Linked DNA regions of Gossypium hirsutum: region 1 is linked to region 2. Evidence: chromatin contacts called from public Hi-C data. All regions are on one chromosome and are shown on one strand. Each heading gives the region's core, a stretch centred on a gene start, on an enhancer-like site or on the middle of the called end of the contact. The rest is flanking DNA. Distances are from core to core; before and after follow the strand shown.

Region 1 (5,776 bases), core at 1,615-4,114, 770 kb after region 2:
ATTAAGGGCTAAATTGTGAAAAATCTAATTCATTGGAATATTTAATTATTTGTTATTTTAATTAATAAATTAAGTATATATTTTTATAGAATATTATAGAAAGATGATGAAAAATCATCCATGTCATCTCTATCTTCATGCCACTTTAAATATTACACCATATCAACTTTTGCTTTTATTACAAATAAGTTCTCTCCACCATTTTCAAGCTTAATTCCTCCAATTTCTTTCATGAATCCTTAGTAAAATCATTAGAAAAGCTTGTTAGCCACCTTGATTTTATGAAAAGAGCATCAATAGTTGTCTTGGAGGAGAGAGAAAAAAAATTAGGATTTGATTACGAGTCATTAAGGTAAGAATGGTAAGTTTGTTCATAAAATTCATGTTAGTTTCATTTAAATAGCATAGATATATTATTTGATTATGATTCTAACAAGTAAATCTTATATGTTTTTATATGGAAATAAAAAATAAAGAATAAAAAAAAAAAGAGAAGAAAAGTGAAGGATTGATTGAAGAAAAAGGAAAGGCAATGGTTAAGGAGTAAAGAAAGAAAAAAAGATTTTATCCAAACTAACATGAATGATTTAATTTTAATTTAGGTATAGATTATGTTAAATTAGTTAATTTAATTAAAATATGGTAATATTATGTGCGTAAATCTTTAATAAATAGTGATGAATATAGTTGAATTTTGATTATATGAAAAATTGATTTAACATACTGAAATAATAGTAAAAAAAAAACTAAATTGTGTAGTGTACAAATTTGTTATGACAACTGAAAATTTAATAAATTGGATTGTGAATGAAGTGTAAAAAATAAATGAATGTGTGAAAAATCAAAGTGTGATTGAATTACGAAGTATAATGAATTTCATGACAATAAGAACTAAATTGTAGAAAGTGTAAGTTTAAGTGATTTTCATTTGATAGAGTGTATATAAAGGAATAATTGTATAAAAGCCCATATAGACGAAATGATAACTAATAGGATATGAATGGCATACCATTAGGAAGTCTATGCGTGCAAATGAAATGTGGCACTTCAATGCGATGAAAAGTAGCACTTAGGTGCAATACTGTGATTGTTTCGTATATCCTCTATGTTATGTTTAGTCTACAATGGGCTATATCAATGAAATATGGTAAGAGAAAATTGTCAATGGATCCGGTATGTGATTCACGTCTTGCGAAATGATTCTTATTTATTAGTATTAGTTTTATGAAATTATACATATTCTAATGTTAGCTAAATCTTAAATAGAAAGTTTAATTCTTGTAATACTTACTAAGTTGTCATAAGCTTAACACGTTACTTTCCAATACGTAGGTAAAGATTAGACTTGAAGTTCTAAAGTGGAGGATCGACATCAACTATGATATGTCCATAGGTAAAGTTAATTTGTGAATATAAGCCTTTTGTTGAACTTAATTGTAGAACTTGAAACTCTTTGTTAACATTATAAACTTAGCCTTTTTGAATGAGTTTATGATGAATTATGTGTTCTTGAGATTGGAATTGAACTTATATGAATGGAATGTTGATTGAATTGGTAGAAATTTGATATTTGAATAGGGTTATAGGTGATGAAATTTGAAGAAATGGAAAAATTTTAAAAATAGAATGCACGTCACGACATCAAGATTACCACGTCTCGATGACATAAGTCAATATGTGACGTCGCAGCATCGAGGGTTCCACGTTGTTGTGTTTGACTATTAAAAGAGCTATTAGAAGCTCGTATAAAATTTAGACATGTGTTTGAATTATATTAGAAATGTTTAATGACCCCAATAACTTGAATGAATTGATGAAATGAATTTAATTTAATTATCATTGCTTCAACAACAAATGTAGCCTTTTGATATCTTGACCCGACGATCGGGTCAAGTATGGGGGAGTTATAAAAAAAATGTCATACTCTAGTACTAAATGATATATTATTAAGTCATAAAGAAATAAAAATAAAATATTGTGATATATTATTTTATTAATAAAAATATAATTTGAAATAACTATAAATTATTTTTAATTATTTCATAAATATTATAAACTAATATCATTATAAAGAACAAAAGAGAATAGTAGAAAAAAGAAAGAATAATTCAACTTCCACTTGGATAAAATAATTCCATATGGATGGTTCTTCTAAGACATCTAAATACATGTTTAATTTCATACAATGTCTCTGTGTTTGAGAAGAATTTAAATTTTGTTAACAAGTTCACTATGAATGTTATATCAGGTCGTGTGTTGTTTCAAGATACACTAATGCCTTATAAGTCTATAACTTTTAAATATGGTACTTCATGACCAAAAAATTCTTCATCATTTTCATCAAGACGAAATGAGTCTTTATTCCCATATAGTGATTTTACAACTATTGAGGTATTCAATGAATATGATTTATCCAAGTAAAATTTCTTTAAGATTTTTTTTATATAAGTTGACTGATGGATATGAATTTCATCATTTAAATACTCAATGTATAGGCCGAAACAAAATTTTGTTTTTATAATATCTTTCATCTCAATTTTTTTAAAATTAATTTTTTATATTTTAAAAATAATATTTAAATCCTCAAGGTAAACAACAATTATCTTTTATTTATATATATATATTATATTAAAAGAAGAAAAATTAAAAATTAATTATTTTTCTATTGAAAAGAGATAAAATTAGGTGTAACCATAATTTCATACAATACTTCCTTTTATATTAACGGTGAGGAAACACTTATTATGGAGTATTTACCAAATTTTACTCCAATTATCATTATCTATTTTTAGTGGGCCCCTGTCACTAGTTTAATGTCACTAAGACCCATACAAATGCATTGGATAAAGCACCAATTATTGGCAACCAAATAAATAATCAGCAGAAGACGAAGCTTCATCTCCACCACTACTTATAGTATAAACACCATCCAACCATTTTCAGTGCACTACAAGGACAACTAGCCCAACAAATCAAAGGTCTGTTTTAATTACATCAAGGATGATTTAGTCCACCAAAAAAAACCCAAACAATTTAATCCTGAAAAGCTCCTTTCCAGGAGCCAGTTACCGCCACTCAAACAGAAAACTGAGTTTGTGCTATGGCCGTGAGACTATTGTCAACTCCAACTGCTCTATCTGATCCAACAAAGCTCTCCTTCTTCTCATCACCCAAACCCATCTCAACAGCAACCTCCTTCTTTCAATGGAGATCCAAGTGCAGAATTTTTACAAGGAAAATGGTGGTAAAGGCATGTGTTAAGGTGGAAGAAAAGAATGTGAAAGAAACTAGTAAACAAGAGTGGGGCAAGGTGACAGCTGTACTTTTTGACATGGATGGAGTGTTGTGCAATAGTGAGAACCCTTCTAGAAAGGCTGCTGTTGATGTTTTTGCAGAGATGGGTGTCCAAGTCATTGCGGAGGACTTTGCTCCTTTCACTGGAATGGGTAAAATTTTAGTTTGATCCCTTGATATTTATTTTAAGTTTCTCCTGTTATGGATAGTCTTCCATAAATTTGAGTGATTCGGAAAAGTATGAATTTTGAGGAATGTAGGTGATTAATTGTATGGTGCTGATTAAGAAGTAAATGTGTTTCAAAGAGTTCTTCATAAATATGTAAATCTGCGACAAATAGTTCTTCTGATTTATTGTCAATTAATTTTGATGTCATGAAGAGCTGTTAACTTTACCTGCATATTTCTACTTCACTGATATACCAGGTGAAGCAAACTTTTTAGGAGGCGTTGCTTCTGTTAAGGGTGTTAAAGAATTTAACACTGAGGCAGCAAAAAAGAGATTCTTTGAGATATATCTTGATAAGGTAATCAGCACTTAGTTTTTATATGGAGAGTTATTCTTTCTTCTTATGAAAGGACAATCATACAATGCCCATTTTTAGTGTTTTTCAGTGAACAAATTTTCACACAAAAAGTTCTTTCCTTCTTGTAGTATGCAAAACCTAATTCTGGAATAGGATTTCCAGGTGCTTTTGAGCTCATTAATGAGGTACGTAAGCCAATTGTCACTGGAGAGATAATGATGTCACCTCAGGTTTATGATCATATGATGGAATATTCTGTGTGACAGTGTAAAAACAAAGGCCTAAAAGTGGCTGTTGCATCCAGTGCTGATCGTGTCAAGGTAGATGCTAACTTAGCTGCTGCTGGATTGCCCTTATCAATGTAAGCCAACTGCCAACCTAATATAGTTGTTTGGATGAATATATTGGTTGTATATTTACATTTTTAGCTTTGCAGCATCAATCTGTTTTTTTTTTTTCTTGTTCTTATTATGGTTCTAGCCTTTATATATCAGGTTCGATGCTATTGTGTCAGCAGATGCTTTTGAGAATCTGAAACCTGCTCCAGATATTTTCTTAGCTGCATCAAAGATATTAGACGTTTCCCCTGATGAGGTATATCTAGTTCTCTCCCCTCTACCAATTGCAACTATTTTCTTCCCTTTTCATTGACCAAAGTTACGCTGCATGAGAATGGTGATATTGCAGCATTTATTTTTCTTTGCAATTTTTATTGGAATTTATGTGAAATAGAAAATGTATTTTTCTTCTTTGTGTGCCAAAAAGTATTAAAAACTTACTGATTTTGCCATGTCTCATGCACCTAACATACTTCCCATTTCTCTTGTGGGTGGTGTACACTGTCTGTTAGCTGAACTTTGATAGCTTTATGACTTGCTTGGAGAATTTTATATTCTTGTTACAATAATACTGCAGAGCTTCTGTTTTTAAAATTCTTCGTTTCCTAAAGTTCCATTGTAATTCTTCTGCTGGGAAATATGACCTCTACCTATATTTGCCAGTGTCTTGTTATTGAAGATGCTTTGGCTGGAGTACAGGCTGCTAATGCAGCAAAAATGAGGTAAGTGATCTATATTCATGTTTGTTTCTATTTACTTTGCTCTTTACTTCCTTCTTTATTTTCTTTTCACACTTTCAACTTGGGAGAAGAATATGATTTGCTTACATGATTAATATGTTGTATCAAAATCACCTGCTTTTCCCTTTTTTTAACATATAGATTAATGTTTAGGTTGTGCTTGTTTACCATTTGCTTCTCTCGTCATACAGAAATGGAGTAACTTTATAGTAATTCTAATCATTCTCCACTGCCTGCAGATGCATAGCTGTGACAACTACATTGACAGAAGAGACTCTAAAACCTGCTGGTCCATCAATTATCAGAAATGATATTGGAAGTGTTTCACTTGATGATATTCTCAGTGGTGGCTCAGGTGGTTATAGTCTGTTGTCCTGAGAATATGGTGCAAATGTCATTTTGTACCATTAACATTGTAAAATGATGATGCTTTTTAGCATTCTTTTTGTTTTTTTTATGGAAGCACATGATACATTCGCTGTTGTAATTTGTCTCCTATGTAGTGGAAAATTTTCAATTCTATTGATAAAGTCCATCCTTGTGCACCAACAAGCTAATACTACTAAATTTTGATCTTGAATTTGATGAAATAATGAGAAAAACAATCACCTTTAAACTAAGCAGCATTGGGTATCCCTGAAGCCATTCTTTTCCCGATTGATCACTAAGGCTTGTAGATTTGGCATATAAAGTTCTAATAAATAAATATCATTGCAGATGAGATGGTGCAGAATATGCGGTTTCTGCAAGTTACTGAACAAAATCCATCAAGGATTCTCAATGAAAGAACTCGAAATGGATCAACCCCTGGTGTGGATGTTCCTAGCAATGAGGTCTTCTCCCTTCAGGGGTAAGATATGACCCATATGTGTTCAAA
Region 2 (6,308 bases), core at 619-3,118:
TAAATAATTTTAACCATTAACCTTTATTACAAATAAGGCATGCCCTTTTTATAATAGAAGCATTACTGAAGCATTAAATGACTACCTTCTTAGCATCAGGATCAGGGATTTCTTTTGGAATGTCATCATAACCCTATGGGAAATCAAAAACTAGAGGTTAGCTTGCATAAGCATAACAAAACCATGGAAGGGTTAAAATACGAAGGTTGTTACCTCTGGCTTCTTGTCTTCAGGATCAGGGATGAATTCCTTGTCATCCCAATCTTCAGGCTGCCATCATGCGAAGTTCTTAGTTGTATCAAATATTCATATGATAAAATAAAACCAAAAAGACATCAATTCTGACTAATACCTTCTTTGCACTGGGATCCTTGATTCTCTTCGGTGGGAGAAGATCCCAATCAGTGTACAAGCTACCAGTTCGTTTCCCAACATTATCAATAAGAATTTTGTAAGTAGCATCCGGATGCAGAATAAATGTGTAAACATGAGTAAGTTGGTCAGTCTCACATGGAACTTCCTTTTTCATCAAGTGGTTTGTCCCCTTGTAATGAAGAATAGCATGTACTTTCTTTGTGCTTCCACAGATATCAGGCCCAAACATAATGCTGCACCCAACCAACATTACAAAAAAATCAGTAAATCTGCAATAAAATCTTTTAGAGATACCAAGAGGTTAGATCATAAAGTAAAACCTGTATGGGGTGTCACCACCAAAATTCTTCTGGTCAATGTCACCACTGAGTAGTTTCATGTAACCACCACCACAGTCAAGCTGCTGCTCATGCTTGACAGAAAATTGGAAGACTAGAGTCTTGCCCTTGTTGTTAACTTCTGGGAACTTAGCCGAAATAGCATAGAACCTGTAGTCTTCACTAGTTTGAATACCTTTGTCATTAAGATTCCCACTCCATTTTCCAGAAGTGTAATTCCATTCCCCAGCCATGTTGTCATCTTTCTTCCAGTCAGATTTTACCCACCGACTTTCCCATCCATCTTTGGTTTAAAAACAATAGAAATGCAAAATCAGCCAGAAAAAGAAAAGGTCAAATTCTTCTGTTTGAAAACAGTGAAACGTACAATAAAAACATAAGCAGCTTCTCGTTTGTTAAAGGGAAAGCAAAATTTTAGTAACGCAGCCATGCATAGTACGTTAAGTAGTAGGAACACATTAGCTAGACTCTGATATCTACCCTGATTTAAAAGACCATAACATCTAATTAATTTTGCTAAGAACTAGTGTTTTCATTCTCAAGATATATCAAATAACAAAAAAATAACATAAACTAAAGCAGAATGATAATATTAATCATCATTTCATCCAATTATCCTCTACAGTTACAGAACAATTGAAACACAATACACAAATTCACACCCATTTCTCAAAGAATTCAAACACATTTCTAATAATTTATATATTTTTATAATTAGAGCCTTTTATGGAATCATATTACGTGTAGATCTACTCGACTCACTACATCTTTTAAACGAAATTAATCATTCGAGTAAAGGAACCATCGAAAACAGCCAGATCACCTACTTAACATTTAAAAATCACCGATCCATTCATTTACGTCAAGTTAAAATATCAAAACCTCTTAAATAAAAAAAAAGATTCAAACAAAAAAAAACAATCTAAAACGTTAAGATTCAATGCATGTAGATTGAGTATTAGAAAGCGGGGGGAAAATGAGTGAGAAAGAGTTTACCATCGAAACGCTCTTCGAAGAATACTTCAGCAGAGGCAATGACGAAGAAAGAGACAAGAATTAGAGAGATAAAATTAGGGATCCGTTTAGGAATCGCCATAGCTGAACTCCACGGAGCGAGAATGTAGAACTGCAGTGCACTGATAGTCTGATGGGTTGTTTTGGTACCGTTTATATAATACTCGTTGCGTTTCAATGGTTTTCTTCCTTTTTACTTTTTACTTTTTACGGCCCAGTTAAAACGAGGTATTATTATTTTCTGTAAATATGACGTGGACTGAAGTTAATGACTGAAGCCAATGGCTTGATGACATGTCATTCACAGGTGTCACTAAGTTGACGTGGCAAAAATTTATTGGCTAGGAATTTCACGTGACACGTAGGAGGATTTTGCCTTGTTAGGCTAGGAGTACGTTACGTCTCATTTCAGCGGAATTGTGTTACATGTGGCAAGCAGGCAATGATCCACAGAACTGTAGAGGCCGTCCACCTAGACGTTGGTTTGAGGCGTAGCAGCAGATTATTTACGTCTCTTAATTGGTCTCGTATTAGCGGTTGGGTTTCAGTTTTATCATCCCGAAACTTCCATTAAAATTTATGGCATCTATTGGTAAAAGAAAATTTGTAAATTTGTTTAGATATTTACGTTTTAGATAGATACTAAATGTGAATTTGAGTCTAGTAATATGAGAAAATAGCATAGAACTGTAATATAATATTTATTATGCATAAAAATCTTTTTTTTTTTAAAAAAACTTTCATCTCAAATCGATGTTTGAAAAATTAAATCTTAAATATTTTACTTGATATTTAAAAAATATTTTTATACAATATCTAAAAATTATTTATATCATAATTTAGTTCTTATTAACCTAATATTTTATATTTTTAAATGAAATTTAAATATAATAATGTAAATATATTATTTTTATAAAAGTAAAAAGAAAATTTATTTTAAATATAAGTTTTGATACTTATTTTATAAATTTCGATACGTTGCTTCTTTTGAAAGTTTTGTTAGATATCTTTAGAAGTTATCGGTACTTATAAATATAAAATTGATTTAAAAAGGTTTACAACATTTTGAAAGTTTATAATGTTAGGGCCCTTAGAAACATGATTATATGTTTTATAACATCTGAAAATATTTTAGATATTATCAAATTAAAATTTACAAATTTGATTAATGAAATTTAAGAATTATTTTAATATATCAAAACTAAAATAATTCTATCATTAGATATTCATTGAAAAATTCAATAGAGTAGTTAAATTTAAAATTTTTATTTGATTAATTTAAATTTAAATATAATTTAATTCAAGTTGACTATAAAAAATAAAAATCCAAATTTAAAAATTATTCTAACTCAAAATAACTAAAATAGGTAAAGTAATCCAACATTACTTGAACCAAGGAAAATCCAATTTTAAAATCTCAACCAACAAATTTCAATAAAAAAATTAATAATAACTTAAAAAATATAAAATTCTCAAAATTAAGTGGGGGTTTGATAAATTAAAATTCTAAATGTTAAAAAATTAAGCATTGAATTTGATAAGTGTTAAATTTATATTAAAAAATTATTTGATAAATTAGTAAATATAAGTACGGAATATAAATTATATTGATTGATAAAAGTAAATATTGATCTTTAAAATTTTATTTATTTATTTCTTAATTTTAATCTTATAAATTTAATATCTTATAATATTTTGGATAGTGCTGGATAAAAATAAATATGGTAATTTGAATATCTCTTTTTTTTAAATGACAATTTATTTTAATTTTTAATAAAATAAAACAAATGTAATATTTTATACATTTAATAATAAATAACTACTTATCTACTAATTTTATTCAACATTTGTTATTGAAAATTTTATATTATATAAAAATTAAAACAACTAAAAATTTTGAGTAATTTATGAAACACACCCTAACTTCAATGTATTTATTATAAAGATAAGAATAATGTCAGGGAGTAGCTGGAGTACTTGGGGTTTAAACGATAAAAATTGGATATTCAAATTTCAATGAAAAAAAAAAACATGAGTAAAAGTACTACAATTTATTTGAAGATATTAAAATTGGGTAACTAAAGGCAAGAGTTTAGATGAATTTGAAAAGCAAGCCTCCATGAGCTGCAAAGAAAGGAGCAAACACCAATGACTCAACCGCCATGAGCTTAATGAGGATGTTGAGCGATGGACCAGATGTGTCCTTGAGGGGATCCCCTATTGTGTCTCCTATCACTGCAGCCTTGTGGCAATCTGAACCCTTCGGACCAAGTGACTTTGCAGGCTCACTACCCCCTGCCTCTATATATTTCTTGGCATTATCCCATGCTCCTCCTGTGTTGGATGCTGAGATGGCTACCTGCACACCTGACACAAGTGAGCCAGCTAGAACACCAGCTAGTGTTTCGACTCCTAAGAAGGTTCCGACGATGAGTGGAGTAAGCATAACAAGTGCACCAGGTGGGATCATTGCCCTGAGTGAGGCATCAGTCGACATCTTTACACAGTTCTGTTAAGCATTGGCCTGCAATGCAACATATGGCCAGCAAGTCAGCAAGCAGACCAGCAGTGGAGCAGAACCGAATGCAGCAACTAGCTTAGGACCATTTTTTGTTCTTTTTGTTCCAATGTAACCAACTTTAGTTTGTTTGTAATTTGTAATCTAAGTTAGTAGGATTTTTGATGTAATGGATGTAATGGCTGATACATCAGCTTGCTTTAGTTTAAAATTTAACTTGTATTAGTTGATTATTAGCGGGAGTAGGTGAATCATTAGGTAATGGTCATTTGACTTGTTAACTTTGTATTTATTTTTCATTATCAATCAATGAAGATTGCTGCTGATTTTCATCCATGTTTTGTGCTCAAGTTCTTCTCATTTTGCTCTTGGTTTTTATTTAGTTCTTAAGCAAATAACCTGTTGCTGCCTTCTTTGTTCTAACAAGTTCGCATAGTCTGGTTTTGCCGTGCCTTCCATTAGTCCCGGAATTGAATTGAATTGCCGATGAACCTCTTCGACCATTTTGAGAGCCGCACTTCCAACGCTCTTCATTGTCATGGCTGAAAACCAGTAGGGTAGCATGGCTCCAACTATTAAGCCAATGAAAACCTTTGGTGTCAATACGTCAACTGACTTGATGCCTGCTCGGCTAACATAGGCACCGAATAGAGCAAGAGATACGAGTGCAGCTGAGCCGATCGCAAAACCCTGAAATTTAACAGTAGAAACATGCAAAAATACTCAAGGACCAACAACCAATTTGAAGAATAAAGATCATGGAATCAACATAAGCCGCTCACCTTGCCAATAGCTGCGGTGGTGTTTCCTGCGGCATCTAAAGCATCGGTCCTTTCACGTATCTTGTGGCTCATTCCAGCCATTTCAGCAATACCACCGGCATTGTCACTAATGGGACCATAAGCATCGATTGCAAGACCGGTGGATATAGTACTAAGCATCCCTAAAGCGGCCACAGCAATTTCATACATTGCAGCCAGGCTAAAACTCACATAAATAGAAATCGAAATGGCAAATATGGGAATGATGACAGATTTGTATCCCAGGGCCAACCCGAATATCACATTCGTTGCAGCGCCTGTCCTGCAAGAATCTGCCACATCCTGCACTGGACTACAAGTATTTGAAGAGGCAGTAAGCATCAAAGATGGGCATATCAAAGGAATTGATGAGTAACATCTTAATGTCCTTACCTGTAAGCATTGCTAGTGTAATATTCTGTAATGTATCCGATCACAAGTCCAGCCCACAAGCCAATAGAAACACAGAAGAAAAGGTGCCTGCATGGTACATAAATTGATAAAAGCTGACCGGAACCTTCAAATGAAGAGAAAACAGTTTACAGTTTGCTTACCAATTCTTCACTTCCTTCTCATTTCCGAAATCGAAGAGAATGAACTCTGATGGCAATGCAAAGAAGCTGACCATGGCAATCCCAGCAGTCATCAGGATGGTGGAGATAAGGAGTTGCTGTTTCAAGGATGGTTCGATTTCTCTTACATTCTTAATCTCAAACATATCAGTTGCAAAGAGTGTAGTTATCAAGCAAACCACGATTCCCATTGAGCTAATGATCAAGGGGTAAGACATTGCTGTAACGTCGTGATTGATACCAAAGGATGATATGGATGCAACAAAAAGAGCTGCACATGATGATTCAGCATAAGATCCGAATAGATCGGACCCCATGCCGGCGATATCTCCTACATTATCGCCCACTTTATCAGCAATAACCTGTATAAAAATTGTTTATCGTTTAGAATATAAGTGGTATAAGACTCAGAACTAATTATTGGAAGCTAAACAACAAACAGAACTTATTCCAGGCTAATAGGTTCAGGAACTGTGGGAACTCACAGCTGGATTTCGTGGATCATCTTCAGGGATATTTCTCTCGACTTTACCGACAAGATCAGCACCGACATCGGCTGCTTTTGTATATATTCCTCCCCCAACTCTTCCGAAGAGAGCCATAGAAGAACCCCCAAGACCATAACCAGTAATAGATTCATAAAGTCCCTCCCAGTCATCACCATAGTACAGTTTAAACAAATAAATGGATA

What was found. Hi-C and Micro-C count contacts between places; a contact is called where the count stands out from the background.
Region 1: a Hi-C map of leaf shows a contact between it and region 2, with 4 times the contacts expected there. The contact joins the promoter of LOC107903827 here to the promoter of LOC107939081 in region 2. A contact is called at or near these places in 3 of 34 Hi-C or Micro-C datasets (callus and leaf).

The regions. Positions count from the first base shown.
Region 1 is chrA13:79,971,908-79,977,683 of Gossypium_hirsutum_v2.1, forward strand. LOC107903827 (protein SUPPRESSOR OF QUENCHING 1, chloroplastic) reads left to right here and starts at 2,865. Exons shown (of 28, transcript XM_016829998.2): 1 at 2,865-3,446; 2 at 3,721-3,821; 3 at 3,950-4,006; 4 at 4,088-4,182; 5 at 4,316-4,415; 6 at 4,823-4,881; 7 at 5,139-5,254; 8 at 5,617-5,749. The coding sequence starts at 3,101.
Region 2 is chrA13:79,207,096-79,213,403 of Gossypium_hirsutum_v2.1, forward strand. LOC107939081 (calreticulin) reads right to left here and starts at 1,869. Exons shown (of 13, transcript XM_016872364.2): 1 at 1,710-1,869; 2 at 696-996; 3 at 353-608; 4 at 214-270; 5 at 86-133. The coding sequence starts at 1,809. It also overlaps the pseudogene LOC107939084.